Regions from separate parts of the Mus musculus genome. Here region 2 is linked to region 1. A link is a contact called in public Micro-C data. All regions are on one chromosome and are shown on one strand. Each heading gives the region's core, a stretch centred on a gene start, on an enhancer-like site or on the middle of the called end of the contact. The rest is flanking DNA. Distances are from core to core; before and after follow the strand shown. Region 1 overlaps Tpk1 (thiamine pyrophosphokinase). Region 2 overlaps Tpk1 (thiamine pyrophosphokinase).

Region 1 (4,560 bases), core at 654-3,153:
TTAGTTCACATTGTTGTTTCTCCTATAGGGCTGTAGACCCCTTCAGCTCCTTGGGTACTTTCTCTAGCTCCTTTATTGGGGATCCTGTGTTCCGTCCAATAGATGACTGTGAGCATCCACTTCTGTATTTGCCAGGCACTGGCATAGCCTCACAAGAGACAGCTATAGCAGGGTCCTGCCAGCAAAATCTTGTTGGCATCCACAATAGTGTCTGGGTTTGATGGTTGTTTATGGAATGGATCCCCAGGTCGGGCAGTCTCTGGATGGTCCTTCCTTTCAGTCTCAGCTCCGAATTTTGTATCTGTAACTCCTTCCATGGGTATTTTGTTCTCCCTTCTAAGAAGGATCAAAGTAGCCACACTTTGGTCTTCCTTCTTCTTGAGTTTCATGTGTTTTGCAAATTGTATCTTGGGTATTCTAAGTTTCTGGACTGATATCCACTTATTAGTGAGTGCATATCATGTGTGTTCTTTTGTGATTGGGTTACCTCACTCAGGATGATATCTTCCAGATCCATCCATTTGTCTAAGAATTTCATAAATTCATTGTTTTTAATAGCTGAGTAGTACTCCATTGTGTAAATGTACCACATTTTCTGTATCCATTCCTCTGTTGAGGGGCATCTGGGTTCTTTCCAGCTTCTGGCTATTATAAATAAGGCTGCTATGAACATAGTGGAGCATGTGTCCTTATTACATGTTGGAGCATCTTCTGGGTATATGCCCAGGAGTGGTATTGCTGGATCTTCCAGTATAACTATATCCAATTTTCTGAGGAACCGCCAAACTGATTTCTAGAGTGGTTGTACAAGCTTGCAGTCCCACCAGCAATGGAGGAGTGTTCCTCTTTCTCCACATCCTTGCCAGCATCTGCTGTCACCTGAGTTTTTGATCTTAGCCATTCTGACTGGTGTGAGGTGGAATCTCAGGGTTGTTTTGATTTTTATTTCCCTGATGATTAAGGATGTCGAACATTTTTTCAGGTGCTTCTCAATCATTCAGTATTCCTCAATTGAGAATTCTTTGGTTAGCTCCGTACCCCATTTTTAAAAATATGGTTGTTTGGTTTTCTGGAGTCCAACTCCTTGAATACTATATATATATATATATATATATATATATATATATATATATATATATTGGATATTAGCTCCCACCCCATCGGATTTAGGATTGGTATAGATCTTTTCCCAATCTGGTGGTTGCCTTTTGGTCTTATTGACAGCGCCCTTTGCCTTACAGAAGCTTTGCAATTTTATGAGGTCCCATTTGTCAATTCTTGATCTTACAGCACAAGCCACTGGTATTCTGTTTAGGAATTTTTCCCCTGTGTCCATATCTTCGAGGCTCTTCCCCACCTTTTCCTCTGTAAGTTTCAGTGTCTCTGGTTTTATGTGAAGTTCCTTGATCTACTTAGACTTGAGCTTTGTACAAGGAGTTAAGAATGGATCAATTCGAATTCTTCTACATGCTAACCACCAGTTGAGCCAGTACCATTTGTTGAAAATGCTGTCTTTTTTTCCACTGGATGGTTTTACGTGTACTCCTTTTAAGGCACTGTCTATTCCTTCTCCTCTCCCTCACATCTGATCAAGCCAACCCTATGGGAAAGAATACCTGATGCTGGAGTCTAACTGCAACAGGGAGAGCTATCCAATGAAGAAAAGCAAAACCCCTCCCTTGACCTAGCCACACATCTTGGCGTAGCAGTTAGGACTCTCTATTACCTGGCTATTTCTTACCTACTTGCCAGCCATTCTCTAGAGCTGTCTGTTCCTTGAGTAAGTCAACATCTCCCATTTTTATGGAAAATTTTGGATTCTTCCCCCCCACCCCCAAGGAAGTCTGCAAATTGGATGCACACAGACTGATTTCACAGGTCCTGCCTTAGCCTGTATTACTCATTCTCCACCCTACAGTGACTAAGTTAACAGTGGTTTGTCTGGTTGAAAAGGATGTGGTTCCCTCCGTAGAACGCACTTGGCATTAGATGCTGACTATTTAGAATCTTAGTTCAGGGCATTAAAAAGTACCCAATGAGCCTGAAGCATCCTGTTCCAAAAATAAGAAAATGATCCAAAAACCTGTTTAGACATGTCGCAAGGACAGAGTAGCTGGGGCGATTTGAGGTAGAAAAGAATGTTTAGGGAAATGCATAACAATACATTTAATAAAGAAGCTCCAAAAACAGGAGGAGAGAAGAAATTCTCTTTACAGTAGAATGTTAACTCTAAGGAAGAGTGATAGAAAGTCACTATTTTGCAGCAAGCAGTGTAATAACTGGGTCAGGCGAAACCATTAGTGTTAAGTCACCAGCTGAAATGATGTTGGCAAGCGGATGATCACAGTATCAAAGTGCCACTCCTGTGTTGTTGTCAATTTCAGAAGAACAAAGGGAACAGCCAGATCCCGGGACCTTCAGATCTTAGGCAGATGATCAATGATCAAGCAGCATCAGTAAGAAAAGGACAAACAGTGGCTCCGTGCCTCCTGAGCTGGTGCTAAGGAGGGATGAAGTACAATGTATTACTTTTTGCTTCAAAATGCTTGACCTGAATCAAAAAATGAATAATGAAACAGATAAGTACTAATTGTGGTTGGTGAAGAAATTAGCTGCCAGGACACTTCAAAATCATGTCATGAACCCCCTAACTAGTGGAGAGACTTCTCTGGTTCAGCAAAGCAAACAGTCATGTCAATTAAAGAAAACACATCATTTTTTTAAAGTAGGTCTAATATTTAAAACACTTGAAAAAAAGCAATTGGACACATGTATTCATACGGTCTGAGTACCTCTGTCCTATCGATGTATACTTTGGGGGCAGTGCGAATGTGGGAAGATGTACTGGTCCTCAGGAGACTGGAGGTAGCAAGGCCATGGGCTAGCATGGAAGCACTGCCCTCTTTTCGCCTGTGTCTGCATACGCTAAGTCAAGTCAACCACACAGCTTCTGACTGCTTTGCACTAAGGCCATTCTGAATTGAAGAAAATTTGTCTGATTCAGACAGAGGTTGAGTACCAGAGTCAGCCTCTGAGAGGAGCTCCAGCAGAGTAAGCACACAGCCTGGGATGAAGCAATGGATGAACCTGCTGTCGGCACACTGAAGCTGTCCAAGCGCAACCTTTGCTTACACTCTGATGTAAAAGGGTCTTGATATTAACCTGCATTTTCCAGAAGAACCCCCTACGCTGTGACAATGGTAAGTGAAACTTACCCTTATGCTGGCCTCTGATAATCGTCACAGTGGGCGTTCCCTCTGAACCTTATCTCCCCAAACTCTGACCACTGGAGGTTTCCTGAGGCCAGCACTCAGCCCCTTTCAGCCTAACAAGGAATCTTCATGCATGAAAGCAAGGAAGGCACTCCCCTTCACCTCTCAGTGGCTGCAAGCCTCCTCCACTCATCTGTGCACTTAGCCGTCACACATCCATGCAACCCTGCAAGAGGCCTGGCGGGTGCCTGGGGCTTCAGATGCTCAATCACTAATTAATTAATTTTAATTCTTACTTCTACTCAGCCTGCTATCCCAAAACACAATTACACCAGAGAAGTTCTGCTATTTGTTGGAATCACGACTAATTATATCAGTTTGAATCTCTCTTCCAAGATCAATACCTTCCAATGCTTAGATCTGCCTAAAATAAGCAAAAAACATAATTCTTTGTTAAAACATATTCCCCAATATGTTACATCAATAGTGTATTCTATTCAGGGCAGGCTCTCCAGAAGTTAAGGAGATAATTAGAGCTCCTTTTTAGAAATAAAGAAAAGACTATTGGGTTTATAGGACAAAAAGGATAGTCCATGTCCATAAAATGTGACCACTTTGCATTAATTATTTGGGTTAAGCTGACAAAAACTGCCTGGAAATCTTCATTGTGTGCACAGAGAGCACTGATCGACAACAAAAGGACTGCTGTCCTGCGCTCAGCATCTGGGAATCAGCACAGCTTCCTGTGGTCACTGGTAAGCTGGAAACTCTCCACACCAATATGAGAAGTATGACAGCATATAGCAGAGGTGATGTCCAGGTCCAGGCTCTCAGCCCAGGGTGCCTGCCTGGAGAACAGTGCAGGGAGGCTGGGCCTTGGTACCACCCTGGAGAACGGAGAGCCCAACCTTCCCTTCTACTAGCCTCATATCCCATGAGTTTTGTGGGGAAAATCCTCAGGCGACCTCAGCATCCACTTAGAAGATGCCTATAATGTCTGCCACTGTAATTTCTCACACTGTAAGGTGAAGACGAATGAGTTAATGCCTGCACATAGCTCTGATTTCTCTGGAAAAGCACAGAACGTCTGTAATATAGCATCATTTCATCCACACAAGGAGGCCTTGAAGTCACATTTGTTTCCATCTTTCAAATGTCAACTGAGATTATTATGAGTATATCAAAAAATCCAAATGGCACAGAAAAGTGAAGAAAGATGGGACGATGTGTGGGAGCACAGAATGAATGCACAAAGGCAAGTCTACAGCTGATGTCTAACCCCACTAAGTGAAGGAGGCAGAAGTCCTGTTCTTTAGAATTTAATAATAAAGCCAACTAACTCCACACA
Region 2 (4,936 bases), core at 1,372-3,871, 170 kb after region 1:
GGAATATTTATTTTTATTTTATAGGTGTGACTGTTTGTCCGAATGCATGCTTGTACAAGGGCTGGACTGGAGATATAGATGACTGTGAGCTGCCATGTACGAGGCAGTAAATTGGCTTCTCTGGAAGAGCAGACGGTGCTCTTAACTACCAACCCATCTCTTCAGCCCCCTCTCCCTATTTTCATAGCCATTACTTGCCTGAAGCTATTCATTCAATCTTTCCTGTGCATTTAAAAAGTATCTCACCTCTCCCACAGCCTTATAAGAAATTTACTTTATGATCACAATCATTGCAGTTTCTTTAAAAAAAAAAAATTGTGATTTGACCATACCAGTTTACAGTGATTCATTACACATAATGAAGTTGTACTAAAATTACTAATACTATAAATTCTCTTTTTAAATCTCTGCATTGTCTTCTAGGACTTGTGAATCCTTTAATCAGTAATTACTGTCATTCACTAATATGCACCTCCAGTTAGATCTTGTATATAGTTTTTAAGTGTCAAAATCTGAGAAAGATTTGCATGCTAGTGAAAAATTTTGGCTATTATTAATCTCAAGGTCTAATTAGTAGCTTCATTAAAAAAAACTTAGATATTATAGAAAACTTCTGAAATTCAAGGAGTATACCATTATACATATTTATGAGCACTCATTCATAAAGACATTTTAGTAGAGTTTACAATGTGACAAAATAGATATAGTTTAAGTACATTAACTGGGAATTGGTTGAGTAAATATTAATATAATCCATTCATTAAATAATAATAAAATCTTAATGAAAATGAATAATGACTAGTGAGGGTATAAATAGCAAGTTATTAGATATGACTTTGTAAACTATAATCATATTGAATACATATGTAACATGTATGTTTAGAGTACATATTAATGCATGTCTGATGGTGATATAATTTATCAATACTATGCTTCCATTCATCATTTTAAAAGGTTTATATATTTTCTACTATGATCAATTGTATTATTTATATCATAAAAACTATAAAAATATAAAATAAATTTATATAAATATTAATTGTGGATATATATTAAATATGTATCATATATTAAATTTCTATAACAAAAACTATAACAATAACCAAGCGGGTTTTGCAACTCATCCCCCACCACCCATGACATTCAGGCAGAGCAATGGCATGAGCCAGAGCTCAAGAGCAAAAGTGGGTGTGCTTTACCTTCTTGGTGTAGTACTCTTTGACTTCAGGCCTAATAGAATCAAAGTCCCCACTGACGAATTCAGGCAAGAAGCTGAAAGAAACAGTTCCATGTGAGTCAACTAGTCTGATCCATTCAATTATGAACTTTAACACTACAGCTGTGAGGGCCAGAGAGAAAATTAAGATATTCAAAACACGAGGAAACCTAGACTGCTTTCAGAGTAAATGGGTTGTCCTGTCATACACTCCTGATTTCACTAGAATAGACTGAGGCCAACAATCAGTAGGAACAGGTCAACTCAAACCATCAAGACTTATTGCTTCAAACAAACAGATACTGATGAAGATAACTGGTTAAAACACACACACACACACACACACACACACACACACACAAAAACCAAAAAAACAAAAATCTTACACAAACGCCTTTCCCTCTTCCCTATTAACTCTCATAGAAGCTTGGAACTTTCAAATATTTGAAGAGAAGAATCACAGGCCAAATCAATTTAAACAAATTTTCCAAACACTTCTTGACACATTCCTAGAAATATGAGTCTTCTAGAGAGGATTAAGAAAATCATATGAAGTCTAAGGTTTTTGGTTAGCAGAGAAATGTGCCTGAGGATCTGATTTCCATCTCCATGACTTATACAGGAGAACTGCCATGGTATGTTTGCCATTTCTCAAAATCAATCAATCAATCAAACAAACAAACAAAACAAACAATGGACTTTATAAAAGAACTCCAGGTCTTATATCGGAAGATGTGGAATTAACTTACTTACTTCTTTCTTTCTTTCTTTCTTTCTTTCTTTCTTTCTTTCTTTCTTTCTTTCTTTCTTCCTTCCTTCCTTCCTTCCTTCCTTCCTTCCTTCCTTTCTTTTTTTTTTAATTTTCAATTTTCCGAGACAGGGTTTCTCTGTATAGCCTTGGTTGTCCTGGAACTCGCTCTGTAGACCTTGCCTTGAACTCAGAATCCACTTGCCTCTGCCTCCAAGTGCTGGGACTAAAGGCGTGCATGCGCCATCACTGCCAGGCATGTGGGATTTCTTGATACTGAATGTTTCTTTAGTTCACTTTCCTATTATTTTTCAACTCATTTTTTAAAATCCCATTTATCTCTCTGTCTTCATAAGTCATCATTTATTTTGCATCAAGCACCTATTTGTTTGGGTAGAACTTTTCTGCCCCACTTAATTCCCAGAATTGTGGAGAGATAAATGGCCCTGGATTTTTTCAGTGCTTTAGCAGAGAATAAACAATAGAGTCTCCCACAGCTAAGGAATGCATACTAAAGGAAGTGCATATTTTTAGTTCCTACAAAAATATTCTACTATTCACATAACAGAAGAATTTTATCAGTACACACTTGTTTAGTTAGTTATCTGACTCAAAGAAATACCAACGGTTTTGCATCACTGGCTTATCCTCTTCTTACTGCATGTGGCGTGAGAGGGAGCCCCAGAATTGGGAGAGCAGTCCAGGCCACAATAGCAAATACCTCACTAGTACTGTAGCTCTGAAGAGATTTTATTCACAAATCAAAGGGTTAAGGGCAGGTCCATAGACTTTCCAAGGAGACCTTTTCCAGCAACGGACACAGCTATCATTCTTTACTCAATAGGCAGAGAAAACAAAAATGTATTATCTTTTCTTTACTTGTAGGCACGCAACTACTAGCAGTAGGCAACAGACCTGTCTCTCAGCAGATGGGCGAAGGTTTAAAGCAGGAGCAATTATATAGTAAGAATTATGACTTAGAATGCCTCATATGCACATTCAACATAAAATTAGTTACTAAAAGAAGACAATCTTGTCTTTTACACTATTTTGAATCTCCTAACTCAACTAGAAACATTAGGTCAAGCCTAATCTGACTGAGATGGTTTTGGCCTATTTACCCTTAATTCACACAACTTCCTCTGACTACAAAGTAAAAAGGTTGTACAATAAGGATGTACCAAAGAGTACCCTGGGAGTACACCAGGGGCACTCCAATTTATAGAAGGAGGTGCTGTCACACAGCCAACAGCTGTGGGTATGGCTCAATGGGAAGCCCTGGGTTCAATTCTCAGAATCAGTAAACAAATAAAAAACAATAACCTGCACCCCATGCATAAATGTGTGCACAGGAATCAATAATTTCTATGTATTATTCATTCATAAGCTAGTCACTGCATGACTGGGCACAACATATTATGTTGATTCAAGATGAAGTAGAATTAGGAGACAGATGTGGTGGCCTTGCCTTGTTCCAAATGGCTTCCTATAACATTCCTTTCCCAAAATGTTCTCAATGCATTGCATCTCTCATGTCATTTCTTTTGTTTAACTATTTTCTAGTTAAGTAAATTCATACACTCTCAGAGTTTCTTTGAAACCTTCCACTGGACACTATTGTGCCATATGTAAATTAATGTTTTTGGACCACAGAGTATTAGCTCTGGAAGGGACATTAGGAATTATTCCTTTAATGTCGCTATTATCTGCAGAGCTGAGATCACACCAAGAGAATGTCCAACTTACTTCACTGTACAGAAAAGGCACTTGAGCTAAAGGATCTCATTCTGGCTCAAGCAAACTTCCTAATGAGACTCACTTTGTATTACTCTCCAAATTGTAGTCCCTTAGATATCTAGAAATCAATTGGCAGTTTCCAAATAGCATATTGATTTTGATAATAAATAAAAATGAAAAATAAAAGCTGATACACCGAAGCAGCTGAGCATCTGTCCCATAGGATAGATCATCTTCAAAAGAGAATTAGATTTCCTTTTATATTTCACAAAGAATAATGTAAGAAAGCAACACCCTAAATTCAATTAGATTTTATATAAAATATTAAGAGGAAAACAAAATTACATACATAAATTATAACCAACTTTAGTTACCTTTTAATATAATTCCCTTCATGTAATATATACAATACATTTCTATTAAATCAATAAGATTATTTCTAAGAAGACTCATGTCAAAAGTAACCTGGCATTCAGGCTACAATGACTAAGATTATGTAAGATTATTATTTCCATCATAAAATACAATCTATGAAACTTTCTGAGTTATTTTTTTATGCTGCAATTAAAAGCCCATTACACATATTCTTCAGTGCCTTGGCCGTGGGACCTGGGCATTCTGAAGGCATTTCTAGGGATGACACTTCACAGATATAGAGGAATTATGTTATGACATAATGACAGTTTACATAAGAAGAATATTTTTAGACTGACAGAAGGGCAGAGATTTGTGTAGCCCCTGACCCCATCTGCCTACTTTAGACTTAGATCTTAAAATCATACTTGTTATTTCCAGTTTATAGCTGATGACTTATTAGTATTAAAGGATGGCCAAAATTTCCCACAAGTGGCCCAGTTGAACTATCAAATATCTTTGATATTTACATTTTAACTTATCGCACATCACTTATCAGTGACAAAGAAGAGTCCAAAAAGAGCTCAAAATATGAATGGGCTAATGGCCCAGCACATGCAGTCACCAAGGAGCCTGATATATTTAGAAAACATAACATGATGTGAAGAAATATAATCATGCAAAATTCCTTTCCTGGTAACTATGGAGCTTGCCCTCCACAAAGTCTTCCCTGTGTTCAGCATCCAAGGAAAATGCTACTACTGTTTTAACACTCCAATAGCATGAAATCTCTCACTTTCCATTTTCATAGACAACAGTTCTCTATGGAACTTTCAGCTTCTTTGGAGGGTAAGTCATTGAATGGTGCAGGAGTGACTGAC

The links. A called contact is a pair of places that touch in the nucleus more often than the background predicts.
Region 2: a Micro-C map of embryonic fibroblasts shows a contact between it and region 1, with 2.8 times the contacts expected there. The contact joins two enhancer-like sites. A contact is called at or near these places in 1 of 15 datasets of contacts at CTCF or cohesin (the NIH/3T3 cell line) and 1 of 484 Hi-C or Micro-C datasets (embryonic fibroblasts).

Annotation. Positions count from the first base shown.
Region 1 is chr6:43,351,703-43,356,262 of GRCm38.p6, forward strand. The region is part of intron 8 of Tpk1 (thiamine pyrophosphokinase); the gene reads right to left. Among named protein-coding and RNA genes, the nearest start is that of Gm35113, 26 kb to the right of the region's middle. Within about 2 kb of position 1,904, at least 25 of the 459 cell types and tissues checked have an H3K27ac peak or open chromatin away from gene starts, as enhancers often do. A contact at or near this core is called in embryonic fibroblasts, where this site is marked.
Region 2 is chr6:43,522,685-43,527,620 of GRCm38.p6, forward strand. It overlaps Tpk1 (thiamine pyrophosphokinase), which reads right to left. Exons shown (of 9, transcript NM_013861.4): 5 at 1,200-1,272. Among named protein-coding and RNA genes, the nearest start is that of 9430018G01Rik, 83 kb to the left of the region's middle. Within about 2 kb of position 2,622, at least 15 of the 459 cell types and tissues checked have an H3K27ac peak or open chromatin away from gene starts, as enhancers often do. A contact at or near this core is called in embryonic fibroblasts, where this site is marked.